Linked DNA regions of Zea mays: region 1 is linked to region 2. A link is a contact called in public Hi-C data. All regions are on one chromosome and are shown on one strand. The core of a region is the stretch at or near the end of the contact, and the rest is flanking DNA. Distances in the headings are between cores, read along the strand shown.

Region 1 (7,182 bases), core at 442-2,941, 520 kb before region 2:
GACCAGGAACTCCACGAGCGCAAAGACGACGCGAGCTCGTGATCTAAGAGGAACTCCAACAGCTGCCCAACCTTGCCCTCCTCCTTCGAGGTGCACGGCTGCGGAACGACCTTTCCGGACTTTCTCCACTTGGCATTCTGGCAGGTGCTCTCCGCGTGTCCCTTCCCGCCCTGCATTTTGAGGTCAATGTTCTGCAGGACGATGCCCCGGCACGGGACGTCCCTGCTGCAGCTCATCCTGATGGCGTCCCTGGTGACGGTCGTCCCCCGGATGTTCCTGAAGACGACGTCGCTGATCTGCACCGCCGACCTCTGCTCCCGGCACGGCGGCTCAGCCTCGGCCCTGTCGCAGTAGCTCTGGTCGATGACGATCGGGTTCCTGACGCCGTGCATGGCCATGTTCTGGAACGTGATGTCCCTGGCGTACCCGCTGCCTCCCTGGTACGTCTTGATCCGGGCCCCGTTGGTGGTGCCGTGTAGCTGCACTGAGTCTATGGTGATGCCGGAGACCTCCGCTCGCGAGTCGTCGTCTCCTAGGCTCCCGACGCTGATCCCGTGCCCGGGGCCACAGACGACGCCGGAGACGTGGAGGCCGTGCGTCCCGTCCTCGATCGACATGCAGTCGTCTCCTGCGAAATTGAGCAGGGAAAAGTTTGAATTGAAGGCATAGTAGTGGTGTCCATGGCTTGGCGTACGTGTTGGCTGCTACTACTACTACGTACCTGTCTTGATCTTGCAGTTCGTGACGCGCACATCTTTGCTGCGCGTGATGTGGATGCCGTCGGTGTTAGGGCTCGTGCCGGGTGCTGTGATGGACAGCCTTGACACCTGCACGCTGGCGCAGTCCTCGATCGACATGTGGATCTGCTGGCTGTTCATCATCTTGAGATTCTCCACCCTTAGATTGGTGCAGTAGTGGAACGACAGAGCCGTTGGAGCCGCCTTGCAGGGCTATAGAGAAAGAGAGAAGAAGCCAGTTCAGTTAGGAGGTCACACATGACACACACACTTCGTTTTTAGAACCGGTCGGCGCCACAGCTTTATACTACCAGAGCCTTGTTGATCTTGCACGAGTGCGGCCACCAGCTGTGTCCGTTGCCGTCGATGGAGCCACGGCCGTGGACAGTGAGCCTGTCGACGCTCCGGAACACGATCCAGTGCCTCCGGTCGCTGTCGCTCCAGTCCGCCCTGTTGGGCGACGCCACCAGGGTGCCCTTCACGGTGACCGCGACGCGGGACCTGCACGGGCCACGCAGGACGACGAGCTTGAGCAGGTAGCGCCTGCCGCCGGGGACGAGCAGGACGGCCGGCCGCGGCGAGGCGCACGCCGCCTCCCACGCCCTGGCGAGCGCGCCCGTGTCGTCGTGCCTGCCGTCGCCGCGGGCGCCGTAGCGGTCGAGGCTGAACACGCTCTGGTGAGACGACGACGGCCACGTCAGGGACCCGCTGCACGTGTAGCTCGCACCGTCGGCTGCGGTGCCGTTGCTCGCGCTTACTACTACGGCCTCGAGAGCGCCGGACGAGAGGTGGAGGAGGAGGAGGAGGAGCGCGAGGAGGGGCAGGGCCGCCGTGGACGCGAGCATTGTCGGCTTCATGCTGGACGCCATGGGCAGCGCCAAGCACCGATGGACAGGCCTCAACTCTGAAGTGAATCGCGTCGTCAGCACGGAACTGAAGTCGGAGGCGATCGTGCTCGCGGCTTCAGCTTTAAATTCTGGTCGCGGGGGACCTGAGCCGACGCAGTTTTGGTTTTTGCCCAGCTTGGTGTCGGGATCGTGACGCGCGCGCCGGGACGAACTAGGGATTCTATTCTGTCTGGGGGTTGCGTTGCCGTTGAAGGATCACGCACACGCGGAGGGCAGAGGTTAGGCTGGCCTGGAGCGTGCCTGCAGCATGCAGCCATGCTTGCGGACGGAAGGGAACCCGTGGATAAGATTCTTGCTTCAGGTATTGCGCCAGAGGGATAAAAATGAGTACCGTGACAGAACCTGAATCTGAGCCTCCTGCTGGATCCTCGTGACAAAATTTCTCGAATTCTGCATCTCGCCACCAAACAGTTGGCACATGTACCTTGGTGCAGGTCAAGTAGCCCCATTCTTTGGTGTGCCCTGTGCTAGATGAGCCGAGCCCATCATGTTAGCAGGGAGAGAGGCCCAATCATAGCCCAGCTTGAATTTGTCTTCCTTAGCCCAGATTTGCACGGGCCTGCCCTACTGCATTTTCGGAGGTCCTTTTTCCCCCAGTTCCGTTAAGCCTATCTATGCTGCGACTTTTTGCTGGAAGTAAAATTGTAGTAGGGGGCCCGCAGCCGCAGTGTCCAGTCCTTTCTCGTAGGCTCTGCACCGCTGGTGGCCTGTGGCTCTGGTTGCCCTTTCGGTCTTTATCTGTTCAAAAAGGAAAAAGAAAAGAAAAAAGAAAACCGATATCAGTTAATTTGCTGTGTTTTGAGCAGCGAGTTGTTCAGTGAGTTTCTATTTTGTATAGTAATAATATGACCCAGTATGGGGGAATTCGCATCCGAATCTGTAGTCCGTATAGGCGTGTCTGCTGGAGACGGTTCTGGACCTCTAGGCTCTAGCAAGAGAGACAAGATGAGTACTCATCGGAGCAGGGAGACCCAAAGAGACAGGAGTCTGATGGCGGCCGTCCAGCCGACGGTGCGCGTGGGCGTGGCAGCAGATGGCCGTCCAGCAGATCGATCGGATCGGCGGTGAACAACGAAGCACAGCCACGATGGCTGTCACGATGATGACGAGGTACAGTGCGTGTCTGCCGATCAGCATCGAGGTCATTATCGGTTGTTTTCACCATCCGCAGTTAAGGCTTGTGTGATAACGTACACAGTACCACTGTCCCGCCGACGGGGGCACCGGCACCCATCCGTCTCAGTCAGGAGGGAAAGACTCAGTGCCCATGACAACATACAAAATCATATTGTGCCCCTTCAAATTACATGAAATCCCAACAAAAAAAATTTATTTGCTTATTTTCATAGCCGTCCACGTCATACGATCGTACACGTTCATTTTTATATTATATTGTACAAAATGATACGTACACGTACACGTATAATAATCACACTAATGCCTGGTGGGAAAAAAGAATAGCCTAGCGTTGCAAGAATATGAATGTCCTCCCGTGTATCTTTCAGGCATGCAACAAACATCCACTTATTTGGAGTTTTATGGGAGCAGGATGGTCTTTACAAATACCGGCCATCGAAGATATATGCCATTAGCAAAGTAGTACCTCCGGTTATACTCGTAACTGTTTACCATGAAGTCCACCTTTGTTACTTCACCCTTAAAACATGTCGACAAAGAACAATTAATTATTGGTTGAGCACGTTCACGTCGTTGTTCTATCCCGCCACTGAAAAAGCATGCCATATCCATAAGTTATACGAGGCAACCGCCTCGCCCACGATGGTCGGGGATGTGAATTATCCTTTTTTACATCTAATGAGACAATTCTTTCACTTTCAATACATATAATCCATTATCCCTATCATAACAAGAAATCCCCTTTCATCTATGCATTTCTTGTAGGGAGAGAAATTACTGCGGTTGAGTGTATCGTTTTGAAGAGTAAAGCAGGAGGTGTCATCTTAGGAAACCTACGATCGATCATGTGGGCAGTTGTCACACATGGAGCCAGGAGAAACGTTGCTACTATGATCATCGCTTCTAAAGCAGCTCCGACTATCTCTAAATGTTAGAGGCAATAAGGGTTCTTGGCGTGTCACCTGACTTAACCTATCAACCAGGGAGGGTATGCGGCAGTCCGTGAATCGCTCTACAGGTGTACAACAACAAAGTAAACATCAAATTCTGGCTTGGTCACATGGATCGATCCGTGCTAGTTGTAATATTCAACTCCCTTGAGCCAATTATCATCTTTTCCAAGTTTATAGAGAATACGTAAATAAAAGTAAACGTGCATCGAAGGTGAACGAAAAGGAAATAAACATGTATGAATCATGGTTTAGAATATTATTGGTCATAGATAGACGGACGCAACACGTACAACCGAAGGCGCGTGGATGGGCCAAAAAACTATTGGAATTACCCACATTGTGAACCGAAACTAGGGCCATATAAACAACAAGCCTTTCATAGGAACATCTGAGATCCGATCTAAAGTACGTTTCTTGTCAGCAACTATAGGACATTTGCGACGACGAGTCGATGATCATACACACAAACATGACTGAGGACCCAAAGAGGTCCATCCATAACAAATAACGCGGTCAAAGCATTTAAAGTTGGGTGTCAGGTGCGTATCAGACTCTCGAGTTGTCATATGCACATGTTGCAGTTGTATATCGTGGAATGTAGCAACCGAGTGAGCGATACAGATCTGGAAGTATAAGATCAATTTAATAACATGATGCTTAGACAAATAAAGATAGATTTACACTACACAGGATAACTAGCACATCTTGTCAATAACAATGCTTAGTACAAGATCTACCAAGAGTAAGATGATACACCGTACTACCCTGATGCAATCTATTATATTCCACATCACGGCAACATGACTGTTACCTTGAGAAACCCTTAGAAAAGGGACGGTGATATGCTAAAAAGACGAGAAGCACACGATGCTTTGTGAACTTCTATCTTCTATTTATTGATATCGTGAAATATGCATAGTCCGCAGACTTGGAGTGATAAGCATTCCCTAACTAACCACGTGTTTGCAAACATAATCGATCTACCTAAACAACTTTGTTTGTACACCAAATTCAAAATTGATTCAACCCATATCCACCCATAAAATTAGGCTTGGAAAATATGTCTAAAATTGACCAAATCAACATGAAAGGGAAATAGGGTCAAACCTTTTTCTAAATGATTTTGGTGGTTGAATTGCCCAACACAAATAATTGGACTAACTAGTTTGCTCTAGATTACACATTCTACAGGTGCCAAAGGTTCAGCACAAACCAATAAAAAGAGTAAAGTTAGGGTTCAAAAGAAAGGAGCAAAAGAAACCGAAGAGAACCCTGGTCTGACGCACTGGACAGTGTCCTGTGCACCAGGGTCGATCGACTCCAACTCTTCACCTTCGGGTTTCTGGACTGCCGCTCCGCTATAATTCACCGGACTGTCCGGTGTGGCACCGGACTGTCCGGTGTGGCACCGGACTGTCCGGTGTGGCACCGGACTGTCCGGTGTGGCACCAGACTGTCCGGTGCACCAAGCGAAGCAACGGTTATCAGCGCAACGGTCGACTGCACAGTGCCCTGACAGAGCTACAGTTCGCGGCAGAAGTCAGAGCAGGCGCCAGAGGCGCACCGGACAGTGAACAGTGCCTGACAGTCCGGTGCGGCACTGGACTGTCCGGTGCACCAAGATGTCAGAGCTCCAACGGTCAAAACCGTCAGAACCCTAACGATTGAGTGACATGGCTGGCGCACCAGACAGTGTTCGGTGGCGCACTAGACTGTCCGGTGCGCCCATCGACAACAGCCCTCCCCAACGGCTGTTTTGGTGGTTGGGGCTATAAATACCCCCCAACCACCTCTATTCAAGACATCCAAGCATTCACTACTCATTCAATATAAGAGCAATACACAACACTCCAAGACATAAATCAAAGCCTCCGATCAAATCAAAGTCCACAATTCAACTCTAGTTTTTAGGACTTGTGAGAAGATCGACTTGTGTTCTTTTGTTGCGCTTGTTGCTTGGTTGACTTTCTTCTCTCTCTCATTCTTACTCTCAAAGCCTTGTAAGCGAAGCAAGAGACACCAATTGTGTGGTGGTCCTTGCGGGGCCTAAGTGACCCGGGAAATCAAGGAAGGAAGCTCACTCGGTCTAGGTGACCGTTTGAGAGAGGGAAAGGGTTAAAAGAGACCCGGTCTTTGTGACCACCTCAACGGGGACTAGGTTTGCAAGAACCGAACCACGGTAAAACAAATCACCGTGTCATCCGCTTTCATTTGCTTGTGATTTGTTTTCGCCCTATCTTTCGGACTCGGTTTTATTTCTAACGCTATCCTCGACTTGTAGTTGTGCTTAAAGTTTATAAATTTCAGATTTGCCTATTCACCTCCCCCTCTAGGAGACTTTCAATTGGTATCAGAATCTGGTACTTCATTAGAGTTTAACCAATTGAAGTGATGTCGGGAGAACACGCTAAGAAGGAGATCGTGACCGGCGGTGACAAGTCTACAAGCCACGGGAAGCCTCCATCGGGGGAGTTCGACAACAAAATGAAGGGAGCCCCTTCACATACCAAGTCGCATCGGAGTGGCGACAAGAAAAAGAAGATGAAGAAGGTGGTCTACTACGAGACCGATTCTTCATCGCTATCCACCTCCGGCTCTGACGCTCCGTCCGTCACTTCTAAGCGCCATGAGCGCAGGAAGTTTAGTAAGATCCCCTTACGCTATCCTCGCATTTCTAAACGTACTCCATTACTTTCCGTCCCATTAGGCAAACCACTAGTTTTGACGGTGAAGATTATTGTATGTGGAGTGATAAAATGAGGCATCACCTAACCTCACTCCACTCTAGCATTTGGGACATTATTGAGTTTGGAGCGCAGGTACCATTCGTAGGGGATGAAGGATATGATTCGGACGAAGTTGCCCAAATCTGGCACTTCAACTCCCAAGCCACTACTATACTCCTCGCCTCTCTAAGTCGAGAGGAGTATAATAAGGTGTAAGGGTTGAAGAGTGCCAAAGAGATTTGGGACGTGCTCAAGATCACGCACGAAGGGGATGAGGTGACAAAGATCACCAAGCGGGAGACGATCGAGGGGGGGCTCGGTCGGTTCGTCCTCAACCAAGGAGAGGAGCCACAAGCCATGTACAACCGGCTCAAGACCTTGGTGAATCAAGTGCGCAACCTCGGGAGCGCAAAATGGGATGACCATGAAATGGTCAAGGTTATTCTAAGATCACTTGTTTTTCTTAATCCTACACAAGTTCAATTAATTCGTGGTGATCCTAGATACAAGCTAATGTCTCCCGAGGAGGTTATAGGAAAGTTTGTGAGCTTTGAATTGATGATCAAAGGCTCCAAACAAATCATCGAGCAAGGCGCCACCTCCTCACCCGAGGTGCAACCCGTCGCATTCAAAGCGACGGAGGAGAAGAAAGAAGAGTCTACGTCAAGTAGGCTCCCCATCGACGCCTCCAAGCTCGACAATGAGGAAATGACGCTCATCA
Region 2 (7,338 bases), core at 2,370-4,869:
ACGGCGGACGATGTACTGCGGCGGCAGCCCGACCTCGTTGAGCAGGAACTCCGCGTTCCGGCGCAGCCTCTCCTCGGACGCAACCAGGATCCGCGGCACCTTACGTGCTGGGTCGGTCTGCAGCGAGTCGTGGGCACCGTGGAGCAGGACGCCGAAATCGGAGCAGAAGTGCAGAACACCGAGTCGCCAGAGCGGTGGACCGGTGCCGCGATGCGGTGGAAGTACCGAGTACGGAGTCGTCGGTGGATCGACGCCGGTGGACCGGTATGGAGTGGAAGGTTGGCGCCTAGCGCGGCTGACGCGCAGAGGCGGCAGAGCGGTGGATCGACGGCGCGGTGGCTGACCAGTGCGACTCCGTGCGGCAGAGCAGCGGTGGATCGACGGCGCGGCGGCGGACCAGCGTGCGCCATGCGGCTAGGGTTGCGGCAATGCGGCCTGCGGGTGCGTGCTGCGTGCGGTGCGGGTGCGGACTGGACTGCGCCTATGTCACCGCGGAGTGCCTGTGCCTGAGTTGGGCCGTTAGCCCGTTACTAGGTTTCGCGGTTTGGGCTGAGGGACAGAGGGAGGATCACTATAGTTCGGTTCTTTGAGTCTAATCGGGTTTGGCTGGCTGGAAACCGAACCCTAAACCGATACCCGAACAGAAGAGATCTATGAACCGAAACCCGAACCCGAAAACCGAAAACCGACCTATTCGGTCTATTCGGGTTCGGGTTCGGTTCGGGTTCGGTTTTCGGGTTAAAAATGCCCAGTCCTAACCACAAGGACGAACAAGTGAATCTACCATATAGGAAAAGGAGGCAGGCCACCACAACAAGGGTAGGGTAGGGCACCACCACCACCACATGCCATGCTTCTCTTCAGAAGCCATCCCGGCACGGCGGCACTAATGACTAATCGGAAGAAGAAGAAGAAACTACCACAAACAAAGGTGAAGCCAGCAGCACGCACATCACTACCTAGCTAGAGAGCCCACCAGTTACTGGCAGCTGGAGCTCCTCCCGGGCCCGCCGTAGTAGAAGTAGGTGCCCCAGTCGGCGTTGCTGCCGCTCTGCACGTCGTAGCAGCTGGACTGCTCCGTGAAGGTGCCCAGGCCGCCCCTGGGCGCCCCGAGGTTGTTGCTGCTGTCCACCACCTGCACCCCCTTGAAGTAGCTCGCCCTGCCGAACCCTTCCTCGGGGAAGTGCCCGCTGCCCATCTGCGTCGACGTGTGCACGCCGTCCGCCTGCGAGTTCACCACCTCCCCGCCCCACTCCACCATCGACGCGCTGTCCGCCAGGTACGAGAAGAGGAACGACGGCCAGTAACCCAGCACGTAGTCCTTGCCGAACTGCATCCACCAGTTGCCCTCCTTGGGGTCCTGCGGGCGATCACATTGTCTGATAATCCCGTACTTGGCATTGGCATGTGGTGTCAGTGACTAGTAGTTTAGTTTAATCACTCGCGCCTCACCTTCCAGATCAGTATGCTGATATCATACTGGGAGCCGGAGTAGCTCGAGGTCGGGAAGATGCTGGCGCCCATGGCGATCTGGTTGTTGATCTGGATGAACCCTGAGCACAGCATGTTGTAGCACCCTGTCGCCTGGTACGCATCACTCTACACATGCCACACACAGCGAGAAACAGCTCGTCATTCAGGAAAACTGCAAACGGAAGCGCGTACGTGGTTTCTCTCTCGCAGACGCTGCAATGGCGGTAAGATAGATAGAATATATAATAATTAAGGCGCTTAGCCGCTTACTGTCCAGTACGTGAAGAGCCTCGTGTTGTTATCCCCGTAGAGGTCAGGGCTAACCTGATGCAATGGAGAAGCAACAAGAGTTATTCAGATTCAGGCTTCGTGATGGCATGACACACACACACACACACACACAAACACACTGCATCGCGGCCCGGCAACCAACCGCGCAAACGGTGCTGCATTTACTCGGTGCTGATTATGAATGTGAAGCTCATGTGTTGCGGTGTGTGTCCTCTCTCTCTCTCTCTCTCTAACTCTGTACCTGCCATCCAGCCTCGATGCTGTTCAGATCCTCCCCGAATGAGCCGCCCAAGATCCAGAGCTGGGACAAGCTGAACTCGTTGGGCTGTTCGATCTTGGGCGCCCACACATTGATAGTCGCCTTGGCGCCGTAGTACTTGTCGCCCTGGACGTACGCTATGGCATGCTGCAATTGTCACCAGCGACAGTTATCAGCTTCTTTCTTCCACCCCAAGTCCTCAACGACAGGGGGAGATAGTTACGACTACGAACAGAGGTACCTGATGCCCACCCTCGTTGAGCATGGTGGGACTGACGGACATCGGGTTCGCGGCGGCGCGGCGCTTCCTGCCGTACCGACGCATCGAGCTTGCCCTCAGCAGGTCGTCCTTCCTCGTTCTCCTGATGGGGACCGTACCTTCGGGACACCTCCCGTTCTGATGCCAGAGCTGAGCCATAGGCCTCTCGCCACCGCTGCTGGAGGCCTTGGATTCCTCGTACAGCCCTTCCGGGTGGTAGTTCGGCCTCATCTGCGAACCGTACAATGGCGTTAGCTGCGGCGTTCCAAGCAAAGACCAGCTCAGTTAATGCAAGCTTTCAGCAAAGGAGTAAGTTTTACCTGGATCGTGTGGTTCTTGAGGTATGGGTGATCAAACGCTGGCTGGTGTGAGATGTGCACGCAGTCTATCATGTCCCCGTCTGGACTCTGCGGATTTGCAATTCGCAGACAGCTGGATTAGAATTAGACGTGCGTGGATAAGGACTGGAACAGATAGTTTCCCCGCGGAAGGACTAGTAGTTTGACAATCTCTGAGAAATTAGTTTCCCCAAGTCAAGCGAGAAAGAACTTCATACAAGAACAAGCACAAAGCGTACCCCACACACATACACTCACAAAAGTGAGAGGAATAGCAAGAAAGCGAATTCCTTTCAAGAACAACCAGAAAAGATGACTCAAAAGCCGTCGTCTTTTATTGAATCAGAGCACGAGCTCAAGGAGTGGCCAAAAGCTAGAGACACCCATCTCCTCGCTTGGGCCTGCTCGAATGCTCCCGAACGCCGTTAACAAGGCGTTAATTAATCTGCGGAAAATCTCCGAGGGGAGCGAGAGAGAGAAAACATTTTTTTACCCCCAGCAAGCCATTCAAATCTACCAAGAGCAACAGCAAATCAGCAAGCATGGCAGTATGGAACACACGCACGCCTCCTCGGGACGAAAAGCCGACGGAAACAACAGGGTTGACGCACCTCGATACTCTTCACGGCCGGCTTGTTGAGCCGCTTGAGGTGGCGGTGCAGCCTCGCCGCCGGCGACCTCACGGCGGCGGTAGCGGCGGCGGCGCACGACAAGCAGATGACCGTCACGAGCAGGCACACGACCCACCGCGCGGCGTCCATGGGCGGCGGCGCGCCTCCCTCAGCCTTGGCACCTCCACTCCACCACTGCCGCGCGTCTTTTCCCCTCCCCGGTTCCCTCTTCCGGCGAGCTTACAGCGAGGCAAAGCAGGCCTCGACTTGCCTCACCCGGAAAGAGGGCCCTCCGTCCGCCGGCGGCGGCTGCGCTGCCAGAACCAGGGGCCGATTCGAGATTTTTGAAACAATGCGGGTGCCTGACTGCCTGCGTGGTGGGATTTGGGGAAACGGGAGTAATGGCTCGTCGCCTTGGGCGGCTCGTCGTCTCGGTTGGGAGCGGCGCGTGCGTCCACTAGCCGCTTGCTGCACTGCACTGCACAGCGATGTCTCGCGGCCACTTTTGCCGTTTCCGCAGCTCGTGCTTCTGGACGGAAATGCCCCCCACCACGATCCGGAAATTATTAGGGGCACCCGGCGTGCAACTAACGTCAAAGCGGGTACCGATATGCTCACTGAGATGTGGGCCTCCAGGGTTTTCTTTCTTTGGGTCGTTGATGCCTGAACGTGATCAATGCTGCTACGGATATTATTATTATTATTATTATTATTATTATTATTATTATTATTATTATTATTATTATTATTATTATTATTATTACTATTACTACTACTGCTGCTGCTGCTGTTATTATGCCCTTATAAAGAAACCAAAGCTCTATAACAATGTAGATCATATGAATAAGTTTAAACAGATTGTATGCTGATTATAATGTCCCTTCCATTGGATATCGTCTAGTTTCGTAATTTTATGTTTGTTTTTTGTGCAAGCATGGTTTTTTTGTATATATGGGGTGGTGTGTGGGGTGTGTTCTAGTTACATATAATTTTGATCCCTCTCCTCCTTAACTTTATTACAGTGAGATCGACGTGTCAGCCTACTAATTGGTGTGCAAACCATTCTAGTCTAACCATTAGAGCATGGCTAACAATATAAGCACGACATATCATTTCTTAAGGCTGTAATCCATTCACTCGTGAAAACTATTACGTCGCGTTTGGATCATTGGTTAAATTCCATTCTAATAATAGTAATTTAGTCATATATCAATTAAGCTAATTCAGTTTTATGCAAAATATATTTGTATACTATTATTAGCAAGAAGTCAGAGATATTTATGTGCTATATTTTTAATATAGAGGAGTGAGTCGAAGAGTGTCCTATAAATTACAGAGTTTTTTTAAATTAAGTTATTGTAGGAGGACCTACAGTATTTTATTATTTCTTAGCCACATATGAACAGTTTACAGAAAAGTAAACGATGGTTACGATACTGAGCACTGAATCCAATCGCTATCTCTGGTTTGACTCGGTGACACACTAAACTCATTTCTCTTTTAAACATTTCCCGACACTCACAAAGTTGAAACAAATTCTACTAATACATAAAAATCATTTCTCATCATGTACCCCATAAATTTAAGATAGACTTATATCTGAACTTTGGAAACTGGTGTGGAAACACATTTCTCTCACTTGCAAGTAATTTTCGGCGGGGGATTTCTGAGGAGCAGCTCTAGGGAGAGAAAAAAACAGTCTAGCATTCGCAACTTTATTTATGCTTCTGTATCGTCACAACAGGAGGGAGGGCTGTTTTGAGTGGGAGTTTTGGATTGGTGATCCTGCTCATAATCTGGGCAGCCTCTTGAGTCTTACAAAATTAAAGCAGGAACTGATTTAAAATGTTTAGGGCTATAAAATCATTTACAGCTCCAACAGTTAAATCTTATGTCATGTTATTATAAAATAGATCATGTTATTTAGGAAATGAAATATTATATTATATTAGTATACTAAATGAGGATAGGACTCTAGCATATTGGGTACTATATTTAGGACATGAGACACCGGGTCCTATAATTATTTGATGTTTTTAGAAAATAAGACCTCGATTGGAGCAGGTTTTTGATGTTAGAGCATCTCCAATCTCCAATAGAAGTCCTAAATGAGGGTTCTATTTTGAAATATAGAATTTTGCCACCAAGAATATGCTCCAGCGGGGGCTCTATTTTACAAAAATTCATCAAACCACTATAGGGTTCGGCTCTTAGGTCCTACATTTAGGGCCTGTTTGGCATGGCTCCAGAGCAAAACTCCAAGGGAGAGCTGGCCAGAGCATGCCAAACACCCTAACTCCAGAGTTGTAAACTCTATGGAGTTTTTGGAGCTGCAGTACAATTTTTTGGAGTACCTCTTTTGCTGCTCTGAAAACTCCAAAAAAGCAACCTAGTCATGGAGTTTTGAGTTATTTACCCGCCATTGCCACTGGTTATGAGAAACAATCTAAACTCTGGAGCAGAGCTGCTCCCCCCAGAGTTTTAGAGTAGAGCTGCTCTGGGGTGGAGCAGAGTCATGTCAAACACACCCATAGTACCTCATACATTGGAGCCCTGTCACCATTTGTACACTATTCCTAATTTTTTATTTCGTAAATAATATAATTTATTTTCTAATAACATGATATAGGACTTAATTGTTGGAGCTGCAAACGTTTCTATGGTCCTAAACACTTTAAATCAGGTCTTATTTAAATTTTGAGGAATCAAGTATAGGACTTCTTGTTGGAGATGATTCTAGGGTCTTATATTTCAAAACAGGAGCTCATTTAAGACTCCAGTTGGGTATGCTCTGAGGGAGTACTTCCAACTTTACATTGTGATAGTAACGGACCAGCTGACCAGCTCAGCTTGTTCTCTACGGCCTGCTTGTTGTGTATTTAATCCGGCTACGGTTTCTACAGTTGGGAGTACAGTTCGCAGGCCGAACACCATCGCGATTTTCCAAACCTGGTCTGAGAAGTCACGGGCGTCTCTTTGTAAGATGGTACAGGAGGTAATGCCGCTCTCTCTCTCTCTCTCTCTCTCTCTTGGTATCAATAATGAAAAAAACAAGCGTACACCTTACGCCAGAGAGCAGGCATTTAGAAAGATCATTTTGCTCGAGAGGCATGAGTAAATAGCATAGGGTAGTAGCAGTAATATAACTGTTTAAGGTAGCGATCATGCTAGGACGTTGTTTGGCTGGTCGTGGTTTGGTAGGGTCGAGTCGGCCGTCGGGTCCCAGCATGGCCCACCCGCCAGCTTTGCCCGCTCATGCCACCGCCAGCACGGTGGCAGGCGACGTCCGTCGGCATCCGCCTAGCCCGACCCGTCACCCTGCGCGGCACGTGCGCCTGCCCCCGGCCACGCCCAAGGAGAGACGCGGGCCACGGCGCCCGCGGGCCATGCCTGGCAGCCGCTCATCAACGCGTGCCGCGTGCGTGACGGTGATGGTGACGGTGACGGAGAGTCGGAGACCACCACCCCACCGTCCTCCAACAGTCCAACCAGACCGGCCGGGCGGTGTTGGATCCGGGCGCACGCACGCGCAAAGCGGGCGGGGCTTTTGTCAAAGTCGACGCCGTTACCCAAGTGGGCATCGGGTCGGCGAAAGGCAACGGCTAAACACCGTCACCAGCAGGCTGCAGGCGAGTACTCCCAGGCAGACCGACATTTTTTACCAGCGGGCGCGCGGTGTTAGATCATCTCCAAGAGGCTAGCTAAATAGCTTGTCAAGTTAAATTTTAGCTATTTAATATCAAAATAGCTCTCCAACAGATTAGACATTTAACTTGCTAAGCTATTCAGCTCTCTAAATTAACTTACTCACTAGCTAAATTTTGCTATCAACTCTCGCTAGCCAAGCTAACTTATATATTGGAGAGTCTGTTGGAATGAAATGTTATATATAGAGTTTAATCTTTATGAAGAGACAGATAAAGAGTCAAATAAAGAGTAAAAAATAAAGAGTCTTTTGGAGATGCTCTTAGGGTCCAGTACGAACCACCCCGGATTTTTTTTTAAAAAAAAACGTGTCCTTTCACCGTGCACGACAGGCTCCAGACATGGGTCGGATGTGTTTTGGCTTTGGTTGGTACGGCGCCGGTACTAAAAACAGATACGGTG

Evidence for each region. Hi-C and Micro-C count contacts between places; a contact is called where the count stands out from the background.
Region 1: a contact with region 2 is called in a Hi-C map of ear, with 2.1 times the contacts expected there. The contact joins the promoter of LOC103644219 here to the promoter of LOC100272482 in region 2. A contact is called at or near these places in 2 of 25 Hi-C or Micro-C datasets (bundle sheath and ear).

What each region holds. Positions count from the first base shown.
Region 1 is chr1:297,828,094-297,835,275 of Zm-B73-REFERENCE-NAM-5.0, reverse strand. LOC103644219 (polygalacturonase ADPG2) reads right to left here and starts at 1,691. Exons shown (of 3, transcript XM_008667417.2): 1 at 1,049-1,691; 2 at 722-950; 3 at 1-628. The coding sequence starts at 1,606.
Region 2 is chr1:297,313,900-297,321,237 of Zm-B73-REFERENCE-NAM-5.0, reverse strand. It overlaps LOC100272482, which reads right to left and starts at 3,619. Exons shown (of 7, transcript NM_001146953.1): 1 at 3,232-3,619; 2 at 2,603-2,689; 3 at 2,265-2,513; 4 at 2,006-2,170; 5 at 1,744-1,797; 6 at 1,453-1,599; 7 at 1-1,360. The coding sequence starts at 3,381. The coding sequence ends at 980.